Linked DNA regions of Pan troglodytes: region 2 is linked to region 1. The links are chromatin contacts, called in public Hi-C maps. All regions are on one chromosome and are shown on one strand. The core of a region is the stretch at or near the end of the contact, and the rest is flanking DNA. Distances in the headings are between cores, read along the strand shown.

Region 1 (4,481 bases), core at 447-2,946:
CTGGGGAGGCTGAGGTGGGAGGATCAGTTGAGTCCGTGAGATCAAGGCTGCAGTGAGCCGTGTTTGCGCCACTGCATTCCAGCCTGGGTAACAGAGAAAGACCTTGTCTCAAAAAAGGAAAAAGAAAAAAGTTGGCTTTAGCACCTCGAACCCTAGATGACTTCCTGAGTGTCATATTCTTTGGCTGCTACTCTGGAGTCACATCTCAGGGAAGATCCAGACAGATGGCTTTGGTCTTTGTGTTTGTAGGTCCTTTTTCCCTCAGATACTCACCTGCCCTACTCCCTCACCTCATCTATGCCTTTGCACAGATATTAGCAGATATCTGTGCTGATAAAAGTTGCAACTGCACCAGGCACAGTGGCTCACACCTGTAATCCAGCACTTTGGAAGCCTGAGGCAGGAGGATTGCTTAAGGCTAGGGGTTCAAGACCAGCCTGGGCAACACAGCAAGACCTTATCTCTGAAAAAAAAAAAAAAAAAAAAAAAAGTTGTAGCTCATCAATTACCCTATCTGAAATAGCCCTGAATCCCCTGCCTTATTTTCCTTTATTGCACTTGTTACTACATCCCATTATATTTTACATGTATGTGTTTAATATTTGCCTCCCTAGTTAAAATGTAAAGTGCATGAAAGGAGACATTTTTATTTATAGTCAGGTCCGCAGATCTTAGGACAGTGCCTGGCACATAATAAAAGCACAATAAATATTTGTTGAATGAGTCTTAGAGTTGAGTCAAACATCAGATAGCAGGTATTTCTACTGGGCAAATGTGGACTCACCCCAGAGGTGTGTGGAAGAGGGTGCAGAGTCTGGAGTAGTTTGGGGTGTAGATGTCGGGGGAGAGGCAATTGTCTCGGGTGGAAACAAAATCCATGGCTTGTGCCCCTGCAGTTGCAAACACTATGAGTAGACGACAGAGAGAGAGAGAGGGAGGGAGGGAGGGAGGGAGAGAGAGAGAGAGGGAGGGAGGGAGGGGGGGAGAGAGAGAGAGAGAGAGAGAGAGAGAGAGAGAGAGAGAGAGAGAGAGAGAGAGAGAGAGAGAGAGAGAGAGAGAACTAATTGTAATTCCTACTCATAGCCACAAGATGGCACTATTGCTCAGGGTCTTTACTCTGAAAAGCCGAATCTAGCAGAATCTAGCAGTCTAGTTTGGGATTCCTTGCTTCTCTCCGTCTCCTCCCGTTTCTCTCTCCGCTTTCCTCTCTTTTGTCTTCCTCTCCCTTCGTTTTTAAACACTGCTTTTATGGTGGACTTGAGCAATAGTATAGGAGAAGCCATTGGTGCTCAGAGAGAGATCCCCGAGATGGATATTTGGCCACACTAGGCACAATGGTTTGCTCATTGAGCACGGCCGGAAGGCCTGGGTTCACCAGCTTTCTCTTCTCTCTGGCCAGAACCCATAGCCTTGCTGTTCTGGACCTGGCCCGTGGCTTGGGAAGCCTCCAGGGACAATCTTGCTTCTCCCTCCCTTACTCCATCCTCCCCACCCCATAACATGCTTATCTGGGAAGCACCTGCCCTCAGATCTGGTTCCAGGGGTCCTTGCTTTCCACTTGAGAAACTGTAAACATGCACAGAATGTCTCCTGGTGGGGGTTCTGAGGCCTTTTCCTCCCTGGTATTTTAGCCTAAGGAAAAAGCATTCAGTGGTGTGGGGATGGTGGGTGGAGCTTGCGGTATTTTTCTAAGACTTTTGCAGTTGGGGAACAAATCTCCAGGGAAGGGGCAGGGCCTCGGGCTAATTCCAGTACAGTAGGATCAGGGCCAAGAAAACATCACACAAAGGAAACTTCAAAGCTCTTCCCCAGTCTGAATGGGCAGGGCCTGCTGAGAGGTCAGATGTTAACTTGATCCAAATGCCCTCTTGCTTTCAGGTGCCCCTCGCAGGCCTGCACACCCCTAGGGGATCCGCCCTCTCCCAGGTCAGAATTCCACAGGGCCCTGAAGCTTCCTTAGGCAGTGCTCCCCATCCCTGCGCTTGAAGCAAAGCCAGGGAGGGCAGAGCCCGAAGTTGGGATCTGGTTCTGACTGTTCTCTGGCCTTAGGAGTAGAGGCCAATTTCATCTCTGCAAAGTGAGGCTGGGGCTGAGGAATGAAATTACACCTTCATCCCGCTCAGTCCTGCCTCATCCCCAAACCTTGTCAAACCCTGACACTTTGCTACTTTGCAGGGAGTGGTGAGAATTAGGAATGCTGCAAGGTCACTTAGGGTGATCATTAGGACAGTCATTAATTTCTGAGGCCTAAGAGTGACTAATTTATCTCTGATAGACACAGGGATCAAAGGAGAGTATTTATGGCTTAGAAACAAACCTCCCATTCTTTCCCCTGCTATAATAAATAATAAAAAGCTCCCAGGCCTCCCTCCCTTGTCCATCTCTTCCCTGCCCCTTCCTCTCTGTCTTAACTGTCCCTGCACAAAAATTAACCCTACTCTTGCTTCTCTGTACTCTTCCCCATTCCTTCTGTAAAAACCAGAGAGGGGAAGAGAATTAGCTGGCCCTGAGAGCTTCAGCTGCAACTGTGCTGTGGAGTGAGGGGTGCTGATCCCAGGGGAAGACATAAGCCGGGCCAAGAGTGGGCTCTCCCTGGGCATTTACCATGTTTACTTTCCTAAGTATGTATATCAGGGCCTGGTTAGGCTAGAAAGCAGACTGTCACCAGTTTTATTAGCTGTGTGACCTTGAGCAAGCTACTTTTTTAAAGCCTCAGTTTCCCAATCTATAAAAGAAGGATAATAATAGCATCACAGACTGGCTTATGAGAATGACATAAGATAAAATATATAAAGTGCTCAGCACAGAGCCTGATGCAAAATAATGGCCACCACATTTACCAGGACCTCAACATCCTTATTTTATTTCCAAGAACTTGAGGCTGCAGTACAAACTGAGTCCTTCACTTTCTGTTGTAGCCTCTGGGAGACGCCAAAGTGAGGATGGGTGTGGCCCTCCCAGGACGCTGGGCCCCTGCTGTAACAAGAAACAGATCACACGGGAGGGGTTCTCAGCCTTAAGGATGCCGTGAGGTGGGCCTAGATCATGGCTTCTCACCGCGGCACTACTGACAGACCATTCTTTGTGGTGAGGCTTTGTTCTGTGCATTGTAGGCTGTTTCGCAGCATCTCTGGCCTCTGTTCACTAGATGCCAGTAGCAGCCTTCTAGTCATGACTATCAAAAATGCCTTTAGACATTGTCAGATGTCTTCTGGGGGACAAAACTGCCCTTAGTTGAGAGGCACTGGTCCAGGAAGGTGGGAAACATAGGGGCAAACCTGGCAGGGGTGAGGAGGCAGGTATGAGCCTGCGCACAAGAGCCCCTCCTACCCTGGGCAGGGCTCAGGCAGACCCTCAGCTGACTGTGGAGATTGGCCCTGGAAGACAAAGTTCTCTCTAGTAAGGCCATGGCCTTGCTTCCTCAAGAGCTGATGCCCTGCTTGGACATGGACCCCTGGATTCCCCCCAACCCAAACCAACATACACAACCCTGTCCAGCCCCAGGAGTGCTGGCCAAGAAACAGTGCCCTGGTGGCACAGAATGCTCACTAAATGGACCCTGGGTCCATTCTCATCTCAGGGCAGAGCATGGAGCCAGGCTGGCCCTGCCACTCATGCACTGTGTGGCCTTGGGCAAATTGTTTCACCTCTCTGTGCCCCAGGATCCTTATCTGTAAAAATACCTTCCTAGGCAGGTTGTTGTGAGGATTAAATGACTTCATATTTCTGAAATACTTAGAAGAGAGCCTGACTCATAGCAAGCACTAAGTGTTTGTTAAAGAAGCCAAAACCCAAAAAGAAGCTGCTGCAGACCAGGCGATGATGCAGCGTTGTGTATGTCAGAGGGTGCCTCAGCTATGACCTAAGGTCCAGGAGCTGTGTTTCCAAGGGCCTCTGGCCATTTGTATCTGGGTGTGGTGGGTGTATCTGGGGTCCCTGCAGCATCTCCCCTATTGGAGGTGGTTGTTCTTAGGAAAGTTCATTTTGACCAGAGAGAATACTCAGTGCAATGGGCTCCAGAACTTCTCACTTGACAGCCCCTGGGAATTTCTTTGACTTGAGGGTGCTGGGAGAAAAGTCTTTTCCTCTACCAACTTAGGTTTGAGGGGGGGGTTTGTGAAATGACTCACAATAGACATACGAACGGGAAAAAAGACGAGGTCTATTCATATGTGGGAGCACTCGGTAATAAGTACCTTGCTGTACAGCCAGAGGTAAAGGTTTAAATACCAACTTAGCAAAAGGGAGGCAATGACAGCTTCGGAGGCTGGAAGGGTCTGATGGGGCTTGTTTACATAGTGTTTGGGAATGTACCAGTGCCCAAGGCCAGTCACCTGCCTGACTGGAGACCTCTGGGGGTGGAGATGAGGAGAAAACTCTGTTTTAGCCAGATAGGGGTTCAGTGGTGATTTCTTTTTTTTTTTTTTTTTTTTTTTTCCTTTTCCTTCTTTTATTCTCAGACCTCACAGGGATGGATCTTT
Region 2 (4,700 bases), core at 652-3,151, 210 kb after region 1:
CTAATCTGGTTTAAGAGCGCATGGGCTCAGAGTAAAACTCTCCCAAATTCCTCCAGGCTTAACCACCCTCTACTCAAAAGAACCAGGAGCAGGAGTTAGGACAATAGGAAGTGACCGCCCTGCCCTGCCCTGCCGGTCCTCCCTCCGGGTCAGCTGTCAGATCCGCATGGGTGCGACTATAAGCCGGCACCGGAGCCCCGGGACTGGCTCGGCCAGGGTCCCCGCCTTTTCACTCCCAGTCCCGGCCCTGTCGGCCACCTCGTTTACCACCTCCAGAGGCACAAATAATTATGCCGGAAGAATTTGTTTTAACAAGTAGAATTCTATATTCACCAACTGGCTTCGCTATCGGATATTACGGTAGGGTTCCAACAAGAGAAGGGCAAAAGAATATAGTTTAATTGTTCTAAACAATCTTTCTGAGAAGTTGGGGTGGCTGAGGCGGCCACGGGGATACAGCTCAGGCACCTGTGAGCTAAGCCCACTCAACAAACTAACCACCCCTACGTTTTGGGCAGAAGAGCGCCGCCTCGCCAACCCAGGTTATAAATGTACATATTTTTAAAGATGAGCTTTGACGCTGTGACACTTGTGGGGAGTCTCCTGACGGCTCCTCTACTTGATGGGGGTACAGGGAGTTCTGCGGCCCCCAGCCCCGAGTTTCAAATACCGTGGCCTGGAAATTAACCAGGTGACTCGGTTTATTGCCTCCAGAAGGGTCCGCCTGCCGTGCTGGAGTAGCCGCCAGTCCCGCGCCCGCAGCCCCGGCAGGGCCCCCCACGCCCACCTTCCCACGAGGAGTGTCTGGCAGAGTCCGGCTTCAGGCGCTCCCTGGCCTGGCAGCACCCACCCCACTCCGCCCCACCCCACCCCCACGACTCGGGCTAGCAGCCTGGTTAATCATTCAACGCAAACAGTGTGGAATATTTTTTTTAAAGGTCAAAGCGAAAGGTTTTCCCGAAGTTTGGCAGAAACCAGTTTTGGGGGAGCCGGAGACAGAAGTGGCAGAGGTTGGGGGTGGGGGGTGGGGAGCGGCTGCCGGCGGCTCTTTGGCTCACAAAACACCTGATCTCCCCATGCGGCACGGGAGGCCGGCGCAGTGCGAGGGTGGGGTGCGGGGGTGCGAGCGAGGAATCACGCGCGCCCCCCTCCCCGAAATGCCCGCGCGCCCCGGATGAGGAGGCCCGGCCCCAGATGCCCCTTGCCAAAGCCCGCATCGCCCCGGCGCCGGATCCCCCGGAAGTTGGGGTGCAGCGAGGAGGGGGAAGGTCCCCGGGCTCCAGGGCGAGGTGGGCACGGAATGGGTTGGGAGGTTCCAAAGCCCCGCAGCGGGCGGTGTCCCTCTCCTCTCCCTCTGGGCTGAGGTTGGGTGGCTGGGACGGCGGGAAGGTAAGGGAGGCTTAAATGCGGCAGGAGCCACCTAGGGACGGCCTCCTCCACCGGGGCGCGGGTACGAAGCCGGAACCGGCGAGGAACCGGGCGGGGGTAGCAGGGTGTCCGGAAGGTGGGGCCGGGAAGCAGGGAGGCGGAAGGGGACTGGTAGAGGGGCCTGGCGGTGAGAGGGCAGCGGGGAGGGAGCCGGCGGGGGTGCTCGGCGCCCGGGCCCTACCTTGTCCGGGAGCAGCTCCAGCTCGGCGGGGCGGGGGCAAGGGCGGGAGATCGCGGCCACATCCACGTCCCGGCCGCTCCGCGCGGCTCAGCCCGGCGACCGCCGCAGCTCACGCTCCATGCGCGGCGCCCCGGCGGTGTCGGCGGCAGGGACTGCTCCGGCTCGGCTCTGCTAGCCTCCGGCACTTGTTGCAGCTGCTGCCGCTGCCGCTGCGCCTCACTCCCGGCTCCGGTTCCAGGCGCAGCAGCCGCCGCGGGCGCCCGGCCCCGCCCCTCCCCTGCCCGCCCGCCAATGGGGCCCGGCCCCGCCCCTCACGTCACCGCCCGACGGCCCCGCCCCGCGCCCCAAGTTTTGGGAGGGTTCCGCTCTCCCCACCCGGTACCAGGACCCACCCGGGCCCGCGCTCCCCGCGGCTTCCAGGGACCCTCCAGCCCCCACGCACCCGCCTGCAAAGCCGAGGGTTAAGCTGGGGAAAGGGGGCCTCTAGGAAGGCGACCCCCCTGGAAATGCCTGGCAGCTCCAAAAACACCAATGAAACTCAGCTCCAGCCTCCGCCCCTCCAGTTGTGGGTGGCCCCTCTTGCGGTTCGTCTGAGGCTAGGGGACTAGGCGCATCGCCTAGCGAGACTCCAGTGGCCTTTTCTGTCCAGTTTGTAACCGGAACTAGACCGACCCCGGCCGCCCCCTCCAGTGGTGGGGCGGGTGAGGAATGGCCCCGCCGGGGAGGCGGGGGAGGGAGGCCTGGGCCACCCTGGGGTCTGACCTTTGCTCCACCTCTTAGGTGCTCACGACCCAGAATGGTGCCCTGCTTGGTACTGCCACTGGATCCTCTGGCTTATGAAGCCGTCCAGGACAGGAAGGGTGGGGGGTGGTCCTTAGTTCTCTTCGTGGGGTCATGCAGAGTGGTTTCCTCGAGGTCCCACGCCCGTCTCAGGAAGCCAGAAACGCAAGATGCGGGGCGCTCGGCCCGAACCCGTGCCGCGGCCCAAGGGGCAAGGCGGATACCGAGGCGAGACCTAAAGGGCCGGACTCTGACCGCACCCTCCGGACACTGCAGGGCTCCGCCGGCCAGAGGCGGCCTTGGCGCCAACCACACCTACCAGCGGGGTCCCCAGGCCCACCGATGCGCCCTCCTAGCCCCGCGCTCCTTCGAGGGGTTCCAAGGTGACTCAGAGACGCAGCTGACACAATTCTGAGGCCCCCAAGTAAGCCTGGCGATACCGGATGGAGAAGTTACCTGGTCTTGAAAGGCCCAGTCCAGCCAGCGAGACCCGCGTGCGCTCCGCGGGGAGGCAAGCCTAACCAGGGGCTCACCTGGAAGCGTCCCCGCCCCCTGGTCCTTATCTCTGAATCGAAACCGAACCTGGACCCATCTAGATAATTGGACTGAGCAATTAAGGACGCTTCGCTCCTAACTGTTAGCATTTTTCCCTAAGGCTCTCGGAGGCGGAATCAGCTGGAAAGGAACATTGCTAAGTAGGAACTTCAGGCACCTGTAAACTGAGCCCACTCAATAATCGGCCCTTTCCCTTAACCAAACTCAGCAAAGGAAGAAAGACCAAGTTGCTGCGGATGCACAGAGCCACGTGGGTGCGGGTCCTCTAGAAACAGGAATTCAGAGTCAGTAGATATGGAAATGTTATGGTTTGCAGTCTTCGGACCATGCTGCTTTCATGCTGTTCACATGATTCTCCTCGGACTGCGAGGTAAAGTCCAAGAAACAAGTCGAATGTTTGTATATTCATAGAAAAAACATCTGTAAGGGTGCACACCGACTGTTAACCACGGTTACGCGGGGAGGGGAAACAAGGGAGTTACATTTTTTTACTCCATTGACTTTGGATTTTGTATTTTTCCAGTTGTATTTACTTTCATAATTTAGAAAGCTAATAAAACATGTTTAAAGAAACAGAAGCTAGAAATTCTCTAAGAACTCTAGGAAGTAGAGGCCGGGCGCGGTGGCTCACGCCTGTAATCCCAGCGCTTTGGGAGGCCGAGGCGGGTGGATCACAAGGTCAGGAGTTCGAGACCTGTCTGGCCAACATGGTGAAACCCTGTTTCTACTAAAAATACAAAAATTAGTGGTGACATGTACCTGTAATCCCAGCCACTTGGGAGGCTGAGGCAGGAGAATCGCTGAACTCAGGGAGGCGGAGGTTGCAGTAAGCCGAAATCGTGCCACTGTACTCCAGCCTGGGTGACAGAGTGAGACTCTGTCTCAAAAAAAAAAAGAACTCTAGGGAGTATAAATTAATAAATGAAGTCTGTGTCTTCATTCTGTATCAAAATAATATTGAGTCCATGTTCCTGGGTTTAAATAAAGATATCTCTAGGCTGCTGTCTGATATTTAAATGCAGTGATGAGACAAAGCGGACATCTAAGGAAGATTTTCTATGCCATCAGATTGGTATATTGTTTCCATGCATATGTGTCTTCCCTTTAAATGCACTCCCTGTAGCCACAGACATGCTTGCAAGAACGGCCAGCCAAGGAGTTTATAGTAAAGGAGCTGCTACAATGTCAGCTGGCAACCAACTAGGAAATTAAGCTTGTGTCCCTCGCTGCCCAAGGCTGCCCAGGCCATGAAATTTAAAAATAAGGGTATTCTTAGGCCAGGCGCAGTGGTTCATGCCTGTAATCCCAGCACCTTGGGAGGCCAAGGTGGGCGGATCACTTGAGGTCAGGAGTTCAAGACCACCCTGGCCAACATGGTAAAACCCCGTCTCTACAAAAAATACAAAAAAATTAGCCAGGTGTGGTGGTGGACACCTGTAGTCCCAGCTACTTGGCAGGCTGAGGCAGGAGAATTGCTTGAACTCGGGAGGTGGAGGTTGCACTGAGCCGAGATCGTGCCACTGCACTCCAGCCTGGGCGACAGAGCAAGACTCCGTCTCAAATAAATAAGGGCATTTTCTCCATGGTGGCTTTAACACAGTTGGGAGTATATCTACAATGGTTACCTTGTGTCTTTTGGGGAGTAACTCAATGCTAGATTCCACATCGCTTGGCTATAGTCCCTACTGTTAGGTTGGGACCCAGGTCAATCATCAGTAGGCAGAGATGTGTTATTCACTTATTCAACAAAAATGTA

What was found. A called contact is a pair of places that touch in the nucleus more often than the background predicts.
Region 2: a Hi-C map of stem cell-derived neural progenitor cells shows a contact between it and region 1, with 2.9 times the contacts expected there. The contact joins the promoter of B3GNT2 here to the enhancer-like site in region 1. A contact is called at or near these places in 1 of 7 Hi-C or Micro-C datasets (stem cell-derived neural progenitor cells) and 1 of 1 datasets of contacts at active chromatin or transcription factors (stem cell-derived excitatory neurons).

The regions. Positions count from the first base shown.
Region 1 is chr12:60,304,490-60,308,970 of NHGRI_mPanTro3-v2.0_pri, forward strand. The region is part of intron 4 of LOC129143133 (a long non-coding RNA gene); the gene reads right to left. Among named protein-coding and RNA genes, the nearest start is that of TMEM17, 95 kb to the left of the region's middle. Within about 2 kb of position 1,697, at least 12 of the 24 cell types and tissues checked have an H3K27ac peak or open chromatin away from gene starts, as enhancers often do. A contact at or near this core is called in stem cell-derived neural progenitor cells, where this site is marked.
Region 2 is chr12:60,519,143-60,523,842 of NHGRI_mPanTro3-v2.0_pri, forward strand. It overlaps B3GNT2 (UDP-GlcNAc:betaGal beta-1,3-N-acetylglucosaminyltransferase 2), which reads right to left and starts at 1,902. Exons shown (of 2, transcript XM_001152203.8): 1 at 1,610-1,902.